Linked DNA regions of Sus scrofa: region 2 is linked to region 1. The links are chromatin contacts, called in public HiChIP or PLAC-seq maps. All regions are on one chromosome and are shown on one strand. The core of a region is the stretch at or near the end of the contact, and the rest is flanking DNA. Distances in the headings are between cores, read along the strand shown.

Region 1 (6,057 bases), core at 2,165-4,664:
CCAATAGAACACTTTCTTCCCCAGCCGTCTCTTGGAATCATTCTTTCTGACTCTTGATTCCCTGCCTATCCTCCAAAGATCACTTCTGAAGCCCCTAATGAGAAAGTCCTCCGTGATTGCCCTGGCTACACCCACGCGCTCTCTCTCTGTGCTTCTCATTATTATTATTATTATCACAGCTTCACTTGTCTCATCCTTTTCATGAGACTGTGACCTGTGAAGACCCAGCTGTGTCTTTGCCTCATTTCTCACCCGCACAAGGTTTTACATCCCCAATATGTTTGCTGGGAGTTCCCTTCACGGCTCAGCGGGTTAATAACCTGACACAGTCTCTGTGAGGATGCAGGTTCACTCCTTGGCTGTGTTCAGTAGGTTAAGGATCCGTAGGTGCGGTCGTAAAAGAAGAAAAAAAAAAAACACAAACAAACCACAAACAAATATGTTTGCTGGCTTAGGTATGAGTGAATCTGCCCTTAGGTCTTGGATAACTGGAAATAAACGTGACTGTGTGATCAAATACCTTAATGAAAACAGCCTACTCCTATAAATTGTTTCTTACTTGGAATAAACAACAGGACTACAAACATAAAATTTTATTTTTTTTTTTGGTAAGCACTCTATGTATGTCTCAATGCAGATTCCCTCACTTATACAGGTACAGAGATATAATTAGAGATGTTTTAAAACGCAAAACTTACAGCCCTCCAGGTAAATTTAAGGCCATGTAATATAATGTAAATGAAACTAAATACAGATAAAGCACTTTCTAGAATCAATACTGCAAAACCAGTACCTCCCCTACCCCCACATTTAACAGCCTTAAGCCTTGCCCAGTGTGTAATGGATGGCTAATGCAATTCCAGTGTGTAATGCATGGCTAATGCAGCCACAGCCATGGATGGCTAATGCAATTCCTTTTTTTGAACTAATAGAACAGGTTGGCCAAAAGAGCAGTAACTGTACATGAGTGCTTGTAACCACAGTACCTTGTAACCACAATACTGCAACATCTACCTCCACCTTTCAGAATTAATGGAATTCCACTGGGGGGGACTGGGCACAAACTTCAATCATTTGATTAGAGCTATCCTAATTTCATTTGATTGTTTCCTGTTTAAAAATCCACATAATTCGGAGATCCTGTTGTGGCTCAGCCTGACTAGTATCCATGAGGATTTGGGTTCGATCCCTGTCCTTGCTCATGGGTTGAGGTTCCAGGATTGCTGTGAGCTGTGGTGTGGGTCTCAGACATGGCTTGGATCCGAGTTGCTGTGGCTGTGGCATAGGCCAGTAGCTGTGGCTCTGATTAGACCCCCTAGCCTGGGAACTTCCATATGCCATGTGTTCAGCCCTTAAAAGCAAACAAACAAACAAACAAAACCCCATAATTCAAATAGCCAAAAAGGAAAGGGAGGGGAGATGACACTTGCTGAAAGGTAGCTCTGAAAAATAAATGTTTTGAAAGCATTTGCTGTTAGTATTAGAACCTACTGCCTTATATATGTATATGTACACATGTAGTTTTTGCAATAACAATGTGAGATGCCTTTTTTTAACCTGTGGAGTGAGCAGGTTTTTTTCAGGTAGCTAGCAGTTCACTGGGACTCTGTCCTTTAGTTCAATTAAGGTAGCACCCTGTCCAACCTGTTGAACACTTAATTAAGCAACACCTGAAGTGCTTAAAATGAAAAATTCCATCAGGCCTTTCCGCCTTCTTTACCCTCAACCATTCCTAGAGACTCCTACAAATAAAAACAAAATAGATGGACTCTTCCTGAGAATTTTCTGCCCCAACCGACAGCACATTCCTGTTATTTTTGTCAAGGCTGCAGTCCCAGGCTGTCTTCCCTCTCTCTCCTCACCCCAAACACGGTTCTACAAGTGCTCCTGCCCAGTTTCCTCGGGGGGCTGTGCTGTTCTGCCCAAGGATGTGAACAACAGCCTAAGCCAATTTTGAGAGAAGGGAAATCTGAAACTGCTGAAACCCCAAAAAACCACCACCATTTACCCTTCCCTCGGAGGTACTTCCAAGTCAACTTTTACAGTGTTTGCAATGCTGGGTTTCCCACACTAGAGCGCTTCTCCAGGACAGAAAACCTGTAACTGGCTTCATTTACTTGGTAACTGTATTGTCCATCTAGTAAAGCAATTTCTTCCAGAGGACTTGTGGATGCGGTAAGGGCAACAAGGATCTGGGAAGATGCTCACTTTCAGACCCCCCTTCAAGCTGAAGCTGTTTATCAGCCCTGTGGGGGGAGGGAAAGCCGCAGGGGGGGGCCCCCGGGTGCATCCCAGGCTGGGGAGCCCCAGAAGGGCCTGGCCATGCCAGACTCACCGAGCCTGGCCCAGCCCGGGATGAACTCTTGAAGAACAAGCCTGTTTCTGCTCCCCTACAGGCTTGAAGCATCCCAGGTACCTTGGTTTCTCCAGTAGCAAACACCATTTTGTTCGAACATCATCACAGGGTTTCTGAAGACAAGTGATTCTATGTTACTCAAAGGGCCAGAGCCTATGCCGGTGGACCTTAAACTGTAGGGGGGAGTGGGAAGGGAAGGGAGTCTTAACGAGGGGAGCATAAAAAAGAAATCTGAGGTCAGTTTTTTCTGAAGAAACTGCAGTATTCTGTTTCACTAGGAGCTCTAGAGGACCGCTCGAATCTTAGGTGGGGAGAGGGTGCGAAGCCCAGTTAGAGGGACGGAGCTTCCGGGGGGGGGGGGCTCAAAATGGCAAGAAAGTTGAAATCATATTTAGGATGGTTACTTATGTGGGAACTGTCTGCGGCTCTGAATTTTTCCCTCGCTTATTTTGTTTGCGGGGTTAGTGTCTGTGTCAACGCCGCGGTCTCCACAGCACCTACTCTGCGCGGGCACCTAGAAGGCGCTCTAGAAATGCCTGGGGAATAAACGACATCACCATCGCCTACCACTAAGTGGGACTTTTGGAAGCGCCACTGTCTGGGTGCCTGGGTCCCATAACTCCCCATTCTGCACTTCAATACCCTTCCACTCGCCCGTTGCCTCCTTCCACCGTTCAATCCGCAGTAGCGCAGCTTTCCACCCTCTCCGCCCCCAAATCCTCAGTTCTTGCTGCTCGGTCCAGGTCTCAGGACCTCTTGGCAGCCGCCGCGCTGCGTCCTTCCTCAGCTCCTGCGAAAGCATCGGGCACAGGACAGGGTGCGCGGGAAGCAGGAGCCCAGACGGCCCTCCGCGGAGCTCTGCAACCGGCGGGGAAGGCGCCCGCGGGGCGGCAAGGGGAGTGGGTGGCCTCCTTACCTGCAGCCGGCAGAGCAGCGCGCAGAGCGCAAGCAGCGCGGGCAGCTGGCGGCGCCGCCAGGCGCGCAAGGCCATGGCGCGGAGGGGCGGGCTGGGCAGCCCGCTCTGCGGCCTCTGCGGCCGGGGCGGTGCAGCAGCCCTGGGCCTCGGGGTCTGCCCGCCCAGCCGCCGTCCGGCCCCGCCCCGTCCGGGCACCTGACCCCGCCCACCTGCCCTCCTGCCCTGCGCCCCCCTCCGGCCGCGCGTAGGCATCCAGGTGGGACCTTAGCAAGGGGCGCGGTGTTGTGCTTCCTCTGCTGGCGGAGGGACCCAGATTGTGGAAGGTGCGGACTCGCGGGCTACCTTGGGTTCTCTCCGTGCCCGCCGCCCGCGTTCTCTGTAGCCCTGTGCACCCTAAGGCGGAGTGTCTTAGGGCATCTTTCATGGTCTCAGTCTCGGCAGGTCTGCACCCCGGGACTTTGGAGCTGGATTCCCGGAGAAGGAAGGCAGCCCAGCAGCTGGTCCCCTGGTTCCGCGCCTGCCTCGAGTCCGCACTCAGGCTTCCAGGCCGGGCCTCCCAAAGTGGGCGCACCGCAGCCAAGAGTTAACGAGGCGAGGATCTCCATTGGAGATTCCAATGGAGACAATGAAAGAACAGTCCAGTAAAGCGTCCAGCACGTTTCACAACATCCTAGTTCAGTTTTCCGGCCAGCAGCTCTTCTTCTTACCTTTTCCAGGCTGCCCGCCGCCGTCCTGTCTCCGCCCCTCGCCCCTTGTGCTTAGAAGTAAATCTGCTCTTACCTGCTCTCACCTGCTGGGTGCACAGGTACACTAAAGCCTTTGCAGAGGTAACTTTTTTTGTGAAAACACTGGTCGTGTGTCAATAGAGTTTTGAATTCCTCGAGTTCCAGAACGATCAGCTTGCCTTACTTTTGGCCTAGCATGTCGTGTATCTTCGTGATTATTCCATGTGCACTTGAAAAAACAGTGAAAAATATTTCACTGTTGCTGGTGTTTTACAAATGTCAACTAGGTCAAATTGGTTGAAATAACCATATCAATTTTGTCTAATTATACAGAGAAAATTGTGGAAATTTACAACAAAAAGTGTATATTTGACTATTTTTCCTGACCTATCAGGGTTGTTGTGTGTTTTTTTTTCCCCCATATTTTTTGAAGCTCTGTTTAGTGGCATAAGCATTTAAGATTATTGTCTTCTTGATGAATTGACCTTTTAATTATTATTGCATGTCCTCCTTAATGGATAGTAAAGTTTTGGTTTCTGAAGCTTTTGATTTTATATAGCTATTTTACCTTTCTTATGAATAGCATCTATATTGGCATATCTACTTCTAGAATCATCTATGTCAACTTAAAGAGATAGTATATAACTGAATCTTGCTTTTTCATTTTATCTAGTTTAACAATTTCTCTCTTTTTTTTTTTTTTGTCTTTTCTAGGGCTGCACCTGCGGCCTATGGCAAATGGAGGTTCCCAAGCTAGGGGTCTAATTGGAGCTGTAGCCTCAGGCCTACGCCAGAGCCACAAAAACATGGGATCCAAGCTGTGTCTGTGACCTATACCACAGCTTACGGCAACGCCTGATCCCTAACCCACTGAGCAAGGCCAAAACTGAGCAAGGGACCAAACTGAGCAAGGGACCAAAACTGAGCAAGGGACCAAACCCGCAACCTCATGGTTCCTAGTCGGATTCGTTAACCACTGAGCCACGATGGGAACTCCACAATCTCTATGTCATGATTGGAGTGTTTAGCTCATTCACATTTAATATGCCTATAGGTGTGGTAAAATGTAAGTCTTACTATTTGTTTTCTGTTTGTTCCATCTTTGCTCCTTTCTTCTTCTTTTCTTCTTTTGGATGATTTGAATATTTTTATGATTGTTTTTTCTCCATTGTTAGCTTATTTTATATACCTCTTGTTTTTGTTTTTGGCTCTGGGTTTACAATATGCATCTATGACATCACAGTCTACCTTCAGATAAAATCCTGCTACTTCAGGTATATTATAAGAACTTCAAAACAGCACACTTCCATTTCCCCCTCCCACTTTTGTGCTATCATAATCATGCTAGTTGCTTTGCCTTGTAACTCCCTAATGTGCAGTCTGATCAGTACACTGCCCCATTACTTTTATGCTTTTTGGAAAGGGCTCTGGTAGTGTTGATTTAAAAAAGATTAAAAGTGTGGAGTTGCCATTGTGGCTCAGTGGATTAAGAACCTGACTAGTATCCATGAGGATGCAGGTTCAATCCCTGGCCTCACTCAGTGTGTTAAGGATCTGGTGTTCCTGCAAGCTGCTGCACAGGTAGTAGGTTTGGCTTGGATCTGGCATTGCTGTGGCTGTGGTGTGCATTGGTGGCTGCAGCTCCGATTCCACCCCAACCTGGAAACTTCTATATGCTGTGCTTCCTTTTTTCCTAAAAGAGGAAAAATAAAATAAAATAAAAGCACAAATATCCTGGACAAGTCAATTTCATGTCACAGTAAAAGAAGCAAATTACAGAATAACATCACCCCCATGTTTGTGAACAATAATCAGAAACATGATTTGATTTATATAAGCAAAAGAAGTTTCTAGAGAGATAACAATAGTAAACACCAATAGCACACTAACACATAAATTCATTTAATCCTCACAACAGCTTTGTAAGGAATACTATCACTAGTCCCATTCTATAGATGAGGAAACTGAGGCATAGAGGTTAATAACTTGGCTAGGGTCACTTACCAATAAGTGATAGAGCTGGTATTGAAACCAGGCTAATTGGCTCTAGAGTGTGAGTC
Region 2 (5,682 bases), core at 1,093-3,592, 130 kb after region 1:
TTAGAGCTTATCAGGTAAAAATCATTATTAGATAGATCAGAAATCTTAAAACAAACAAAAAAAGCCAACTACCTAACAATTTTGTTACACTGCTCTTTGTTACATTTTATAGTCTTAAAGGTCACCGATGAGAAAATCTTTTCCAGAAACGGAAGATTATCCTATAATATTGACCAAGGAAGTTACACCTGCTGGGAAAATTCCACATTCAAGATAGAAATCTGTTTAAGGGTGTTCTTGTCATGGCGCAGCGGAAATGAATCCAACTAGGGCAACCATGAGGTTGCAGGTTCAATCCCTGGCCTCGCTCAGTGGGTTGAGGATCTGTTGCCATGAGCTGTGGTGTGGGTCACAGACGCGGCTTGGATCTGGCATTGCTGTGGCTCTGGCGTAGGCCGGCAGCTGCAGCTCTGATTAGACCCCCAGCCTGGGTACTGCCATATGCTGCGAATGCAGCCCTAAAAAGACAAAAGACAAAAAAAAAAAAAAAAAAAAAAATCTGTTTAGGATTTACCTTAAAGGAAAATGCACTCCTTGAACTTTCACTACTACATCTAAGTTAGGCAATCTAAATCTCTGGCACTATTCAAAAGTATAGACAAAAAATAATCAATTAGGCTACAATTTAAAACGTGTATATTTAACATTTATTAGTAAATTCCAATTGGCCTCACATAACACACTAAAACATCTCATACCATTAGTAAGGTAATATCTAAGATGCCTCTCAAAAGGGGGTTGCTGGGAACCTAGTATACATCCTTGATGGCACGTTTTAAAGCCATAAGAAATGCTTATAAATAAATGATGAATGAGGTAGATGATTACTGTACACTGCTAAAAATGACTATAACAAGGGAAAAAAAGTTAATTCCTAACTTAATGTAGAGAAGAAGGCCTGTGAGCTGGTGAGCTGCAGATACACTGCAGGTAGATAGAATTTGCCCGCCCTCCACCCTAGGCTTCCTAAAATTCTGGAAACCTACTGAAATTACGGAACTGAAATGGAATTAAATTGAGTTTATTTAAACAGAAAAAATTTTACCAGCAAAAAACCTAACTTTTAAGTAAGTCATCCTAAAGACAAAAGGTCTTCAAGTGGATCTGACTTTAAGGGCTAGCAACATTTCCTATTCTTTTCCCTCTTGATTCTGAGTCAAATAATTACTGCGAACAATTAAAGGAACACTTTTTCCTGGTAGTGGTGATTCAGGAGATTGTCGAAAATGGAAAAATGATTAAAGCGATAAACCAGGTTGCAAAGAAGTCTTTCTGGAGTCACGTAAAGCCAGTGAACTGGAAACTCTGGATAATTAATAGATACACACCAAGAGCGGAGCCAGGAGCAGGTGCAAGTCCAGCCAAGAGTTGGAGGCGGGCAGAGAACAGTCACTGCCATATCCTTTTGCTTCCACCACGAAAGACTACCCCCAACCCGAACCGTCTCTCTCTGAAACGTCCCTAATACTCAGTACCCGCCCAGAGGTACCCCCTCCTCCACAAGAACCTCTTACAATCCCAACTGCCCAGACAAGAGGCAGGCTGCTTTCACTTACTGAGCTGTCCCCCACCCGATGTCGTACTCGGCTCCCGACCTCCTGCGCCTCCAATGCCAGCTGCTCCAGGGATTCCCGGCGCCCCCATCCCAGGCGGGGTCCCACTCTGCCTCTCGAAGTTACCAGGATTGGAGAAGTAGTCGCGCAGCCGGGGCAGCTCGCGGCCGCTCTCCAACAGCTCCGTGTGCAGCTCCAGGGCTGTCAGCAAGTATTGATCGCGCAACAGCTGAGCCGCGATCGCATCAATTGACAATCTGGCGGGGGTCTCCCCGGTGCTCCCTAGTGTCACTGCAGTCGCTGACCCCTCCCCAGGGAGCCCTGGTCTTGCACTGCTTCCTAAGGCCACGGGATCCTGGGGCGATAGCGAGTCTGCAGAGCCAGGATCTAGGCCGCTCCCAGAACTGAGCCTAAGTCCTGCCCGCCGCTCGTCGGTCGCTGAAACCTCGTCGTCGTCCTCGTCTGAATCGCTGAGGAATGGATTCACGCCGCCGCCACCACCTCCAGGCGCCATCGCCGCCATCTTACACTGTCAGGAGTGTGGGCGCCTCCCTGTCTGGATCAGACAGGCCGCAGCCTGAATTCCAGCTAAGCTTGAGCAGGCACTGTGCACCTCCACAGCCCCGGCCTCACTAGGTCCCGCCTCCTCACCTGGAGACAAGGCCCAGGCTCGGAGGCAAATGGTCCGGATGCAGCGCAGTAGCAACAGCAGCAGCCGCTGCCTTAGCAGCAGCTGCACCAGCAGCCGGGCTCTGCAGGCGTCTTCCTGGTCCCCAGTCTCGCGAGAAATGGCGCGGGCCCTGCCCCTCTTTCTGCCCCAGCCCCGCCCCTCCCCGCCCCGCCCGTTCTCAACCCCAGCCAGCAAAGATTGGGAGCCCCGCTCCCAGCTCAGAGGCAAAGCCCCTCCCCCACTCCTATTTTATTGGCCGATGGAGGGGGGCGGGGACTGGAGTTACGGAGTACGGGCCCAAGAATTATCGCGAGAGCAGCTCTGGTCAGGTAAGTATCGGGGGCGTTCCACGATAAGGGGCAGTTATGACGGTGGCCTAGGAACGTTCTCTTGGCTTTCCTTTCGGGGACCTAGGGGAACTCTGCTACAGAGCTGGATCGGCCTTCGCGCTGAGAAGACCTCATTCCTGAGATCAGGCCTCACCTGGATAAGCCCAGGTAAAGTCAGGGGACTAGAGAGGAGAGGTGTGGTGGTTCTGAAGCTGGCCTCACGGCCTCTGACGCGCTGCTTCACTTTTCCTTAGGATACTTCGCTTTTTCTTACTGTGTGCTGCTAATGACATGTTCTCCGCAAGTGTAGCAAGTGCCCAGGGCAGGGGCAGCAGTCTGAATGTGGCTTCTGTTCCTTGCTTTCTCACCTTAGGCCTGGGGACCGCCTACTTACCACCGAGTTAGAGGTAGAGCGGTATGCGGTAGGGTGAGGGTATGGGAGGTGGAGGGAGTAAATAGAAGACAGAACTCAAAGGTTTGGTTGGGTAAAGTTATATTCCATTGAAGCAGTAAAGTATCTCCTTTAGCTCTGTGAAAAAATACAAATAGAGTATTCTTTCATATCCTTAGGGCACGTTATTGGTTCATGTAAATGTATGCCAACATTTAAATGTAGGCTTAATTTCAGTTTACCAGACTCGGTAAACTAAAATTTCATTGGAGTGAAGTTTTGGGTTTTTTGTTTTGTTTTTGGTAGAAGTGTTTTGATGTTGTTAGTAGTAAGAATTTGAAGTATTTTTTGAATAGAATATTAGCTCCTAATGTTTGAATTCTAAATTGTTGTGTGTCTGCCATATATTGAAGAAAAGCATGGGGAAAAAAATCCCAGATCTTAGGGAAATTATGTCAAAATAGGCTACGCGCTGTCCTGTTACATATTTCTTAGCAAAAAAGATTGCTGATCCTCATTGTAACTAAGTTTGTCAGAGAGATTGAAAATGGAACCAATGTAATGGAGGAATGGTAGGGATTAGGGAATGTCATGGAAAGGGCATGATTAGAAATGGATTGGCTATATACAGCATTTCCATGTCTGTAATGCGGCATTTTAGAAATCTTTTGTATTTAAGGTCCCTGCACTTAGAGTCCTCCCTTCAAGGATTATGCTTATTGAGCTGAAGAGCCTAAAGCTCATATCCCAGTTTTGGCAATTATTTGCTGTGAGACTTTAAAATTAGAGTTCCTTAATTCTCTCAGCTTCATCTGTCAAGGGGATACTCTGAAAGTTCACAGAATTAGGAATATGCTTGTCACAGTACCTGGTGCCTAGTATACAATAAATCTGTCGTTATAGTCAGTTATCAATTAATGTAATATTAGTATATATTGTGAATATTTGACAGGTTTTTAAAAATAAAGCAAAGCAAACCCAATGTCAAGTGTTTAGTAACTACAGCCAGAAAAAGCAGTCAAGTTAGTAGGCCCCAAAGGGACTATCTTTAATATAGGGTCTGATTTCTAGAATGAAAGTTGAAAATAGATTTAAAATGTATTTCCTCAGAGAGTTGTCAAAAGTTGTATGTAGAAGTTCTTCCATGATTGACTTCCTAAAACACATCAGTAGTTTCCTGAGTCTATTTTGTATCCTATAATCATGGACTTGTTTACCTTCCAACCCCATAACAAATCAACTGGCCATACTTCTCAGTAAGTACTTTTCTTTTCCACAGTACATAGAGGTTTACTTATCAATTTAAAATGTTTAAGAAATAGCCCATACCAGAATATTAATAATTGCTGATCTCCACTTAAAATAATTTGCTGTTAATATTGTTGGGAAATTTTCCTTCTGCTTAGCAAGATTTACATTAATCTAGATCTTTACAGCTAATGTTTCATTGAATAATCAGAATAATCGTTGAAGTTTCTATTTTAGTGATGAAAATATAAAAGCACTTTTTCAAACATGTCAGTCATGTTCATATTGTATAAGTTTTTTTTTTTTTTTTTTTTTTTTTGGTCTTTTTGCCATTTCTTGGGCTGCTGCCGTGGCACATGGAGATTCCCAGGCCTGAGGTCTAATCTTAGCTGTAGCCACCAGCTTACACCAGAGCCACAGCAACGCAGGATCCGGGCCGCATCTGCAACCTACACCACAGCTCACAGCAACGCCAGATCCTTAACCCACTGAGCAAGGTGAGGGATTGAACCTGCAACCTTATGGTTCCTAGTCGGATTCATTAACCACTGAGCCATGACGGGAACACCCATGTTCGTATTTTTAAAAAATTATTTTTTGCTTTAATAATCTTAAGATAACCACAGGTAATATCTTAAATGCAAGTTTTTCAATGATTTAAAGTTTTATAAATGTCTAGTCTTTATACACTTATACATTCTAATTTTTTAACATTGTTTTTCAGTGTGTGGTAGACATCCCACAGACATAAGCTAAATAAATTTTATTGGTACGTGCGTATGTGTATTTTAAAATTTGTAGTAGTTATTCATCTGTTTTGGTGATTTCCAAATGACTCATCCATGATAAAGTTTTCTTCTTCACTAAATATGAATAAAATGATTTTTTTTTTTTTTTTTTTTTGTCTTTTTATTGCCGCACCCAAGGCATAGGGGGTTCCCAGGCTAGGGGTTGAATCAGAGCTGTCACTGCTGGCCTACATCACAGCAACAACGATGCCATATCTGAGCCTTATCTGCGACCTACACCATAGCTCATGGCAATTCCGGTTACTTAACCTATTGAGCGAGGTCAGGGATCAACCTGCATCCTCATGGATACTAGTAAGATTGGTTTCCACTGAGCCATCACAGAAACTCCTAAAATGATTTTTTTTAAAGAGAAATATTAAGTAATAATGCTTAAAATGCTTAGCAATAATAAAATAAGTAGTATGTGAAGGATGATATTTTGGAATCACTGTAATTTTATGTATTGTAAATGACTTAAACATAAAACTTGTTATTAAGTATCCTTCACAGTTCATGTGTATGTTCTGCAGGAATAAATAGAGAAGCAAGGCAGCCTCTAGTGGCTGTAGTGCATATTACATATACCTTTGAAATGATAATCCTAAGTAATTTATTTAGCAAACATTTGAGTCCTTACTAGGTGCCCAGAACTGTGATGAATGCTGGAAAAGGTCTGTCTTGCTATCCTGGAATCAGGGTT

What was found. HiChIP or PLAC-seq counts read pairs in DNA pulled down with a chosen protein or histone mark.
Region 2: an H3K27ac HiChIP or PLAC-seq map of alveolar macrophages shows a contact between it and region 1. The contact joins the promoter of KIAA1468 here to the promoter of TNFRSF11A in region 1. A contact is called at or near these places in 1 of 47 Hi-C or Micro-C datasets (alveolar macrophages) and 2 of 2 datasets of contacts at active chromatin or transcription factors (alveolar macrophages and skeletal muscle).

What each region holds. Positions count from the first base shown.
Region 1 is chr1:159,184,062-159,190,118 of Sscrofa11.1, forward strand. It overlaps TNFRSF11A (tumor necrosis factor receptor superfamily member 11A), which reads right to left and starts at 3,415. Exons shown (of 10, transcript XM_005654480.3): 1 at 3,273-3,415. The coding sequence starts at 3,347.
Region 2 is chr1:159,315,333-159,321,014 of Sscrofa11.1, forward strand. KIAA1468 (lisH domain and HEAT repeat-containing protein KIAA1468 homolog) reads right to left here and starts at 2,343. Exons shown (of 29, transcript XM_005654481.3): 1 at 1,557-2,343. The coding sequence starts at 2,076. It overlaps PIGN (GPI ethanolamine phosphate transferase 1), which reads left to right and starts at 2,402. Exons shown (of 28, transcript XM_021099782.1): 1 at 2,402-2,552.